Linked DNA regions of Oryctolagus cuniculus: region 1 is linked to region 2. Evidence: chromatin contacts called from public Hi-C data. All regions are on one chromosome and are shown on one strand. The core of a region is the stretch at or near the end of the contact, and the rest is flanking DNA. Distances in the headings are between cores, read along the strand shown.

Region 1 (4,278 bases), core at 969-3,468, 720 kb after region 2:
TGATGGTCCATTCACAAGCACTGTGATAGGGAGGGCACTGGAGAAAAGGTCAAAAACAACACACTGGGGTTGAGAGGAGAAATGCTGTCACCCTAACACCCTCTATCCAGAAATCACTTTCTATGTTTACTTCCTAGATGACCTGATTATGCTAAATGAATTTCACAAACTAGCAATCTGGTGACAATGACATTCTATCAGGACACTGGAATCACTCAGTTATTCATGTGAAAACTGCATTACACTGAAACTCACTCAGCGATAGTTTTCAAGGTCACTTCTTCTACTCTACATCTCTCTGCGGGGAGAGGTGAACTTTTTTTCTTTCCCCTCTTCTTTTTGACCACTCCTCACGTTAACAACTTGTATAGATGCTTCCACAGACCACGATCTTTATGAAATTGTAGAACTAATATCGTCCTATGTCAAAAAAGTCATGAGTTAAACACAGAACCCAAAATAAGACAAGTAACTGGACTTCTTAATTAATTCAGTGTGGGGTCCAGCACTGTGGCAGAGTGAGTAAAGCTGCCACCTTCAGTGCTGGCATCCCATATGGGCTGTGCCAGGTGAATTTTTTTCAAAGGGAGGGGGGAGTTTCTTCTATGTCCCAGCTACCCCACTTCCAATCTAGCTCTCTGCTATGGGCTGGGAAAGCAGCAGACGATGGCCCAGGTCCTTGGGCCCTGCACCCAGTGGGAGACCCAGAAGTTGTTCCTGGCTCCTGGCTTCAGATCAGCCCAGCTCTGGCCATTGCAGGTATTTGGGGAATGAACCAGCAGATGGAAGACCTCTCCTTCTCTCTCTGCTTCTGCCCCTCTGTATCTCTGACTTTCAGATAAATAAATAAATCTTTTTTTTTTTTTTTTTAAAGTATGGACTATAAGATAATCAGCTTGGTGGAGCACAGGGTGACTAAAGAACTGAGCAGAGAAAGTGCCACTTTTCTGTATTTGTTTTTATAGTTCTCCACTTCATGCAAATCCAGACTGAAATAGCTTCTTCAGTTGTTGACCCACACAGTTCACTCTCACTTTGTAAAGGGGTCAGTGGCAGGCAATAACAGTTAACATCCTTCCTAACAGAAGAAGGAAGAAGGGCTGACGACAAAAATTGAAAAGCAGCCAATTAAATCATCAGCTAAGATTCTATGGCCTCAAACTCCAGACTGAAAAGTCTGTTAACTAAACACGAAAGAAGGATCAATCCGCAAAGTTACTGAACACCCTTCACGCTGTACCCTCTGGCGAAGAGCTCAGCAGGCAGGGCCACAGCTGCTGGGTGTGTCCATGGGAAATCCAACGGCCGGATAAGGTGCAGAATGGGGGCCATGGAGCAGCTCCTATTCTGCCCTCCTTCCCACCCCTGCTGCCTCCCGCACTCCTCTGAAGGCTGCTGAGCCCCGCCCCGCAGAAGCAGCAGCCAGAAGGCATTCTGTGACCCACCGGAAGTGGGAGCCGAGCTTATTTAAATAGAGTGAACTGGCAGCCTCACTGCTAACCCCCTACCCCCCCACCCCGTGCTCGTATCTGCCTTGCTTGTGCAGTTGCCCTGACCGGTGCTCTTGGTTTTGTAACCACCAAATAAAGCACATTAAGGAAAATTTGAGCAAGGTAACACGCGGACCGGCTGGGCACTGGGAAGCTGGGCAGTGGCGGTGGGAAACACGAGAGCCAAGGTCCCAGCCCTGACCATGCCTTGGGAAGCCACCAGGATCACTGAGAAGTAAGTGAGCCACGTGGCGGAGCCGCCACCCGCCCTCTCGCCCACCCCTCTCCCACACACACATCTGTGCCCCCTTCTGTTCTCCATACTTGCCGTGGAAAGTCCTGGGAGCACGTCCCCCTTCTTCAGGGAACAAAGCGGAGAGTGTGGAGCAGAAAAAGTCCCCAGCATGTGGGACCCACAGGCGGCAGATGAAGAGGCACAGAAGCAGCGGGTGGCGGCTCAGGGTGTTTCCGCAGACTTCCTGGGATTGTACGGGCAGAGCAAGAAACGCAGTGAATGCGGCAGAAGGAGCAGCGTGGCCTCTCTGGCTAACTCCGATCCGCGAATGAACTTCCTGTTCTCAACTCCGCACCAGAGGGAAGGCACTGGCAAGCACGTACTCCCACGTCCACACGCACAGGCATTTAGAACGCAGAATACGTCAGAGCACCTGGTGACTCTGGGAAATGGAGTCCAGGCCGCGCATTTCTAGAGACCAGAAGGCGATCCCCAAGGGCTTCAGTGTGGGGTGGATGGAGAAATACTGGCCAGCAGAGGGCATTCGCTTCTGTTCACATCCATCCTTTTCTTTCCCACTCCAAAATCTCAAGGATCAGTTGGTGTTCTTTCCTGAATAAAATCTTAAAGCATGGCACTCACTTCTGTAACTGATCCCAAATCCTGGCTCCTTCATAACCTCTGTCTTCTTCCAGAAAAATCTTACTTGTTGCATTGTTCCTGGAAACTTCTCTCAAAAAATTATTATGAAAGCAATATACCTTTTAGCAGAGGTGTAGAGGGTATAGCTTAACATGCAGATTTGATAATACAATTTTTATTTGTGTTTTATTGATGTTTATAATTCTCAAATTATTTTACACCATCTTTTAATTCCTCAAGCATAGAAACAAAGAAGGGAACTGGATACAGAACTAACATTGCTAAGTATCTTCTAGGAGCAAGATTAAGGAACTAAATGCCTTACCTCATAGCATTTATACCTTAGATTAATTCTGGGGACAGTATAATCAGAAGTTCACAAAGGGGAAACTGAGGTGCAAAGAGTTTAGAATTTGCCCACGGCAGTACCATTAAAAGGTCTAGGTTAAAGGCTAACTAAAATATAATACTGGTCTAAGAAATTTTTTTGTCTTGGGGCTCAGTTTCTAAAACCCCAGATTTGTCATCTGAGGAAAAAAAGTGAGAGTGAGGGAGGCTGGTGCAGTGGTGAAGCAAGTAAAGCTGCCTCCTGCAGTGCTGGCATCCCATGTGGGCGCTGCTTTGAGTGCCAGCTGCTCCACTTCGGACCCAGCTCTCTACTATGGTCTGGGAAAGTAGTAGAAGATGGCCCAAGTCCTTGGCTCCCTGCACCCATGTGGGAGACCTGGAAGAAGCTCCTGGCTCCTGGCTCCAGATGGGCACAGCTTGAGCCATTACAGCCAGTTGGGGAGAGAACCAGCAGATGAAAGACCTCTCTCTCTCTCTCTCTCTCTCTCCCTCTCCCTCTCCTTCTCTCTGTGTAACTCTTACTTTCAAATAAATAAATAAATCTTTAAAAAAAATGAGAGAGAGCAAGAGTACCTACAACAATAATCTACACTGTAGAGAACAACATAGGATTATAACTTGTTTAAAAACAAAGGCAATTCAAAGTTGCTATTATTCCAAGGTCATTTTCATTTTTTCTTATGTTTAATATCAAGATAGCATACATATATATTATGCAATCTTAGATATATGTATGATTTTTTAAAATTTTTAAGTAGAAATGCAAATGGATAAATGGATAACATGGAGTTCTATGTTTATGATTGCGTCTGTCAATTATAGTTCATGGGATTAGAGTTGTTGCTGGATTAGGAATGCTTAAATCTTTATCCATTGACTTCACACTAGTCTTTACTATGTCAGGCAACATTTTTTGGGTAGATTGCTCTTTCTTGCCAAATTGAAAATTTCATGGGGCCAAGAAACACGTTTGCCTTGAAATTAACTCAGCATCTGGACAGAGTAAGTCTCTTAGTTCAATGAATAAGTGAGGATATAGAAACAAGCAAATAAGAGTTGTAACTCCCAAGAACTGCCTAGTAGAGGAGACAAGTAAATAGAAACCTACTTGAAGACTGTCACAATTAGGGTTGAAGTGTATAAACAGGAACCATCCAGGCCAACAGGTCAAATGTTCACTCTTGCCATGTAAGGCATTCCATTCATTTATTTAATAAGCATTTATTGAGCAATCTTCTGTGTTGTGTGTGGAAAGAACTAGCAGCCACTTGATTTCCTTAGAAATTGAAGTAAGAGAAACTGAACAACCAGATACAGGCAGGGAGAGTGGGCTGAATCACAAAAGGCTTTGGACACAAAAGTAAGGAAAATAAAAGACAGGGGTAAATTAAAGTCTATTAAAGATAATTTAGTAGGCTGGCGCCATGGCTCAATAGGCTAATCCTCTGCCTTGCGGCACTGGCACACTGGGTTCTAGTCCCGGTCGGGGTGCTGGATTCTGTCCCAGTTGCCCCTCTTCCAGGCCAGCTCTCTGCTGTGGCCTGGGAGTGCAGTGGAGGATGG
Region 2 (4,556 bases), core at 976-3,475:
TGCTATGGCCTAGGATAGCAGTAGAGGATGGCCCAAGTCCTTGGGCCCCTGCACCCACATGGGGGACCCAGAAGAAGCTCCTGGCTCCTGTGTTTGGAGTGGGGCAGCTCTGGCCATTGCGCTTATCTGGGGAGTGAAACAGTGGATGGAAGACCTCTCTCTCTGTCTCTGCCTCTCTCTGTAACTCTGTCTTTCAAATAAATAAAATAAATCTTAAAAAAAAAGAAAGAAAGAAGGGGGTGGGGGCATTTGGCCTTGTTAAGATGCTGCTGGGATGCCCATATCTCACAGTGTCTGGATTTGAGTGCCAGTTCCATTCCTGATTCAATTCCAGCCTCCTGCTAATTCACACCCTGGGAACATGTTATCCAGAAGGCAATGAGACCAAGCAGTTGGGACCCTTGAGACATTTGGAGACCTGGATTGAGTTCCCAGCTCTCAGCTTTTTAAAAAGGTTGTCTTAAAATTATTTATTTGAGACAATAACACTGAGAAAGTAAGAGACATCTTCCACCCAATAATTCACTCCTTAAATGCCAGCAACATTCAGGGCTGAGCCAAGCTGAAGCCAGAAATCTAGAACTCAGCCTGGGATTCTATGAAGGTTGGAGGGACCCAAGTACTCAAATCATCACTTACTGCCTCCCAGAGTATGCATTAGCAGGAATCTGGAATGAGCAGCTGAGTTGAGTTCAAACCTAGGCACTCTGATTTGGGATGCGGGCAACTCAAGTGTTTTAACTGCTGCACTAAACAGCCACCGAGCATGAAAAATTTTTATACTAGATCAAGTAGAAATTCTCTGCTTTTCTCTCATGGAAAATATTTACAAACAGAAAACTAAACTTCAAAGTTTTGTCTCTCAAAATTAAATTACTGAAGCTCCATGAAATTTATCACAGGAGAAATAGATGATAGTGTTATAAATTTGAGGGTAAAAGTTGGCATTTGACAATCTGGGGAGATTTCTAAACATTTATGGATTTATTACCAGGTTTAGTGCTATGGATTGGAAGTAAATTTCTTCCCTCTGAAACTCATGGGGAAAATTAATTCCAATTGCAAAATACTAAGAAGTGGCACTAGGGACCAGTGTTGTGGCATAGCAAGTAAAGCCACTACCTGCAATGCTGGCATCCCATATAGGTCTCTATTCCAGTCCTGGCTGCTTCACTTCCAATCCAGTTCCTTGCTATCAGCTCAAGTATTTGGGCCCATGCCATCTCCATGAGAGAACCAGAAGATGCTCCTGGCTCCTGGCTCCAGCCTGGCTCAAAACTGGCCCTTGCAGCCATCTCTGGAGTGTGCAAGCAAATGTAAGATCTCTGTCTCTCTGTCCCTCTCTGTCTCTCTGTAACTCTAACATTCAAATATATAAATAAACTTAAAAAAAAAGGAAGTGGGAACACATGGGACCTTATAAGTAGGGATAAGAATTGGATCACTTGATTCATATGGTAATGGATGCTCTCCAAGAGGTCTGCTATGAAAGCAGATTGGTCTTTCTTGCACTCCCTTTATTTGTCCACATGGTTCATGTGTCACCTCAAGATTCTGCCAACAAGAAGGACATCATCAAACGCTGCTCCTCAACCTTGAACCAGAGCCTTGAGCCAACAAATCATTTTATAGCCTGTGCAGTGTGTGGCATTCTGCTATTAGGGAAAAAGTACTCAGATCCACGTACTGAGAGGACCAGGTGGTGTACATGAACTCCGCTTCTTATATGTCACACCTAGGGATAGGAGACAGGACCCTGCAGGCCACAGCTCCTGCCCACATGAATGGCAGACACGCAGTCCGGATTCCCCTCACCACACAAACGGGCGAGGCCCGGGGCTGCAGGTGCGGGGCTTCCCAGAGAGTGTCCCCTGGCTGCGCTGAAGTCACTGCGTGCAGGCACACGCTGGAAGCCTGGGATGTACGACGTGCACAAATGCAGGACAAAGGGGAGACGGAGCACAAACTCACAGCGAGGACAGGTTTAGGAAAGCAAGCCGAGAGGAGCTCACTCCTGCGTGCGCGCAGGGCGAGCAGGCGGCAGAGAGCGAGTTCTCTCGCGGGCGGGACCCGCACGGTCAGGGCCGCGAGGGTCACGGGGGTTCGGCCGGCTGAGCGCGGTTGCGCAGGCCTTTGCGGGCGGGGGCTTTTCGAACTTGGCGGGCGATGGCTGAGCTGGTTCAGAAACAACGTACGAGGCTGGAAGTCCCGCGAGGCGGGACTCGGCTCTCAGCCACGTAAACAAGGAACCCAAAAGGTCCCAAGGCTGTGTCCAGGCAGGGAACTAAAACGGCCTGAGGCTCGTGTCCCCCCAGTTCCCACCCTGCGGGTAAACGGAGTTAGTCCCGCACACTCACAGTTTCCCGGCAGTCGCTGTTCCGGGAGGTCCCTGTGAGGAACGCCGTGGAGAAGCGGTCACGCAGCAGCCGACGCTGGGGCTCCTCCGCCTGTCCCGGCAGCAGACCGGGCAGCCAGTACGGGGACGCCAGGGAGGAAGTTCCCGCCTAGTCCTGCAGTGCTGCCGCGACACACCGCACGGGACAGTTCGCTCAGCCGCGCAGCACGCAGACCGCCAGAGACCGGCAGCCAATCAGGAGCCCCGTAGCAGGGACAGTTCGCTCCGCCGCGGAGGGACCGGCAGCCAATCAGGAACCCCGTAGCAGGGACAGTTCGCTCAGCCGCGCAGCACGCAGACCGCCGGAGACCGGCAGCCAATCAGGAGCCCCGTAGCAGGGACAGTTCGCTCAGCCGCGCAGCACGCAGACCGCCAGAGAATGGCAGCCAATCAGGAGCTCCGTAGCAGGGACAGTTCGCTCAGCCGCGCAGCACGCAGACCGCCAGAGACCGGCAGCCAATCAGGAGCCCCGTAGCAGGGACAGTTCGCTCCGCCGCGGAGCACGCAGACCGTCAGAGACCGGCAGCCAATCAGGAGCCCCGTAGCAGGGACAGTTCGCTCCGCCGCGGAGCACGCAGACCGTCAGAGAACGGCAGCCAATCAGGAGCCCCGTAGCAGGGAGGTGGTACCTCTTTTTGTTCGTGAAGAGAGGAGAGGCTTGGGCTCAGGGCTGAAGCTGCCTTCTCCTTCAGAGTACAGCTGCTCTGACAGCAGGGGGCGCTGTCCACCCTCTGACAGTGTCACCGTATGCGCTCATTCCTCAGGCGTCCAGGATCCTGTGGGATCATCTAATTTACTAAAAATTTACTGAACTTTATGCCTTTATATCTCCATAGTCCTCACTTATTTTTCTATCTGATCATTTGTAGTTTTTAAAAATATTTATTAAAAGACATAACAAAATAATTCGTTTATATAATGTCCCTTATAAATATTTTTCCTAGTCTATGTTTTGTCCTTTAAAATTGTTTTGTTTCTTGCTGGCACATAGCAACCTACTTGATGGAATATGTTGATCTTATAATCAATAATCTTCCTTAATTCTCATCGCTTTTTATATTAGCTACTAGATTATACTGGATTATCTCTGCATATAATAGTGTCATCTGATCTGGGAAACATGGGGTCCAATTTTAATCCAAATCCTTGGCTTTTACTTAAAAAGCATTTTTAGTACAGGGACATACATGCTGCCACACAGTGGTAAAGTTTATTCGAAAGGTAAGAAAGCCACTCCCCACCACACACACACACACACACACACACACACACACACACAGAGTGAGAGTAGGCCCAAGAGAGAAGGCATTGGGAAGGGAATTGGAGAGCGCACACTGCTTGGGACTTTCTCTCATCCTTGGCTCTGACAGGTGCTTGAACACCTCCCAGCACCTCCTTTATGCGGTAGTATGGTCACCTGGGAGATTTATGCACCTCCATAGAATTTGATGTGGAGCTTAATAGACATATTTACATGGAAATCAGTCCCCAAGTCCCAGATGAAGAAAGGCATCCTGGGAAAGGGGTGTTCTAACAGCTAGGATAGAATTACATGGGGACAAGGCCTTGTGGTTTGTGACCTCCAGGTTACCTAGCTACTTTATCCAATACCACATCCACACATATTTACAGTTTTGTTCCTTAGAATTTGGTCACACATTTTTTTTTTTCATGTTTAATTTCCCTAACTACTCATCCAGTACAATGGTGAAGAGAAATAGTGAGAGGAGACAACTTTGTCTAGGTCTGCCCCCAGGGAAAATGCTTTCACTGTTTTGTGTTAATTATGCTTTTTGTTCTAGGTTCTTTGTAGACAATCTTAGTAGCAATATGAAAGTATTGTTTACTTTTCTAACAGTTGCTTCTGTATGGATAAATGCTAAATTTTATTAAATGCTTTTAAACATTAAATCTAAATAGTCACATAACTTTATTCTTGTATTTTAACCCACCTGGATGACTCACATGATTTTTTTTGTACTGCATCATTTAGTACATCCTGCTTGTTAGTGATCTATTATCATTTTATATACAGTTTAAGTTAATAATACTGTCACCAAGAAAATGCCGTGGAAGCTGTGGGGTTATCTTCATGCAAGAAAGAATTCAGGCGTAAGACAGAGAGTGAAATGATAAGGCTTTATTGGGGATAGGGCATCAG

Evidence for each region. A called contact is a pair of places that touch in the nucleus more often than the background predicts.
Region 1: a Hi-C map of psoas muscle shows a contact between it and region 2, with 8 times the contacts expected there. The contact joins the promoter of LOC127484098 here to the enhancer-like site in region 2. A contact is called at or near these places in 2 of 6 Hi-C or Micro-C datasets (psoas muscle and an unstated tissue).

The regions. Positions count from the first base shown.
Region 1 is chr15:87,303,853-87,308,130 of mOryCun1.1, forward strand. It overlaps LOC127484098 (zinc finger protein 157-like), which reads right to left and starts at 2,219. Exons shown (of 5, transcript XM_051823132.2): 1 at 1,819-2,219. The coding sequence starts at 1,896.
Region 2 is chr15:86,584,041-86,588,596 of mOryCun1.1, forward strand. It overlaps the pseudogene LOC100337920. Among named protein-coding and RNA genes, the nearest start is that of ORYCUNV1R1512, 260 kb to the left of the region's middle. Within about 2 kb of position 2,226, at least 8 of the 8 cell types and tissues checked have an H3K27ac peak or open chromatin away from gene starts, as enhancers often do.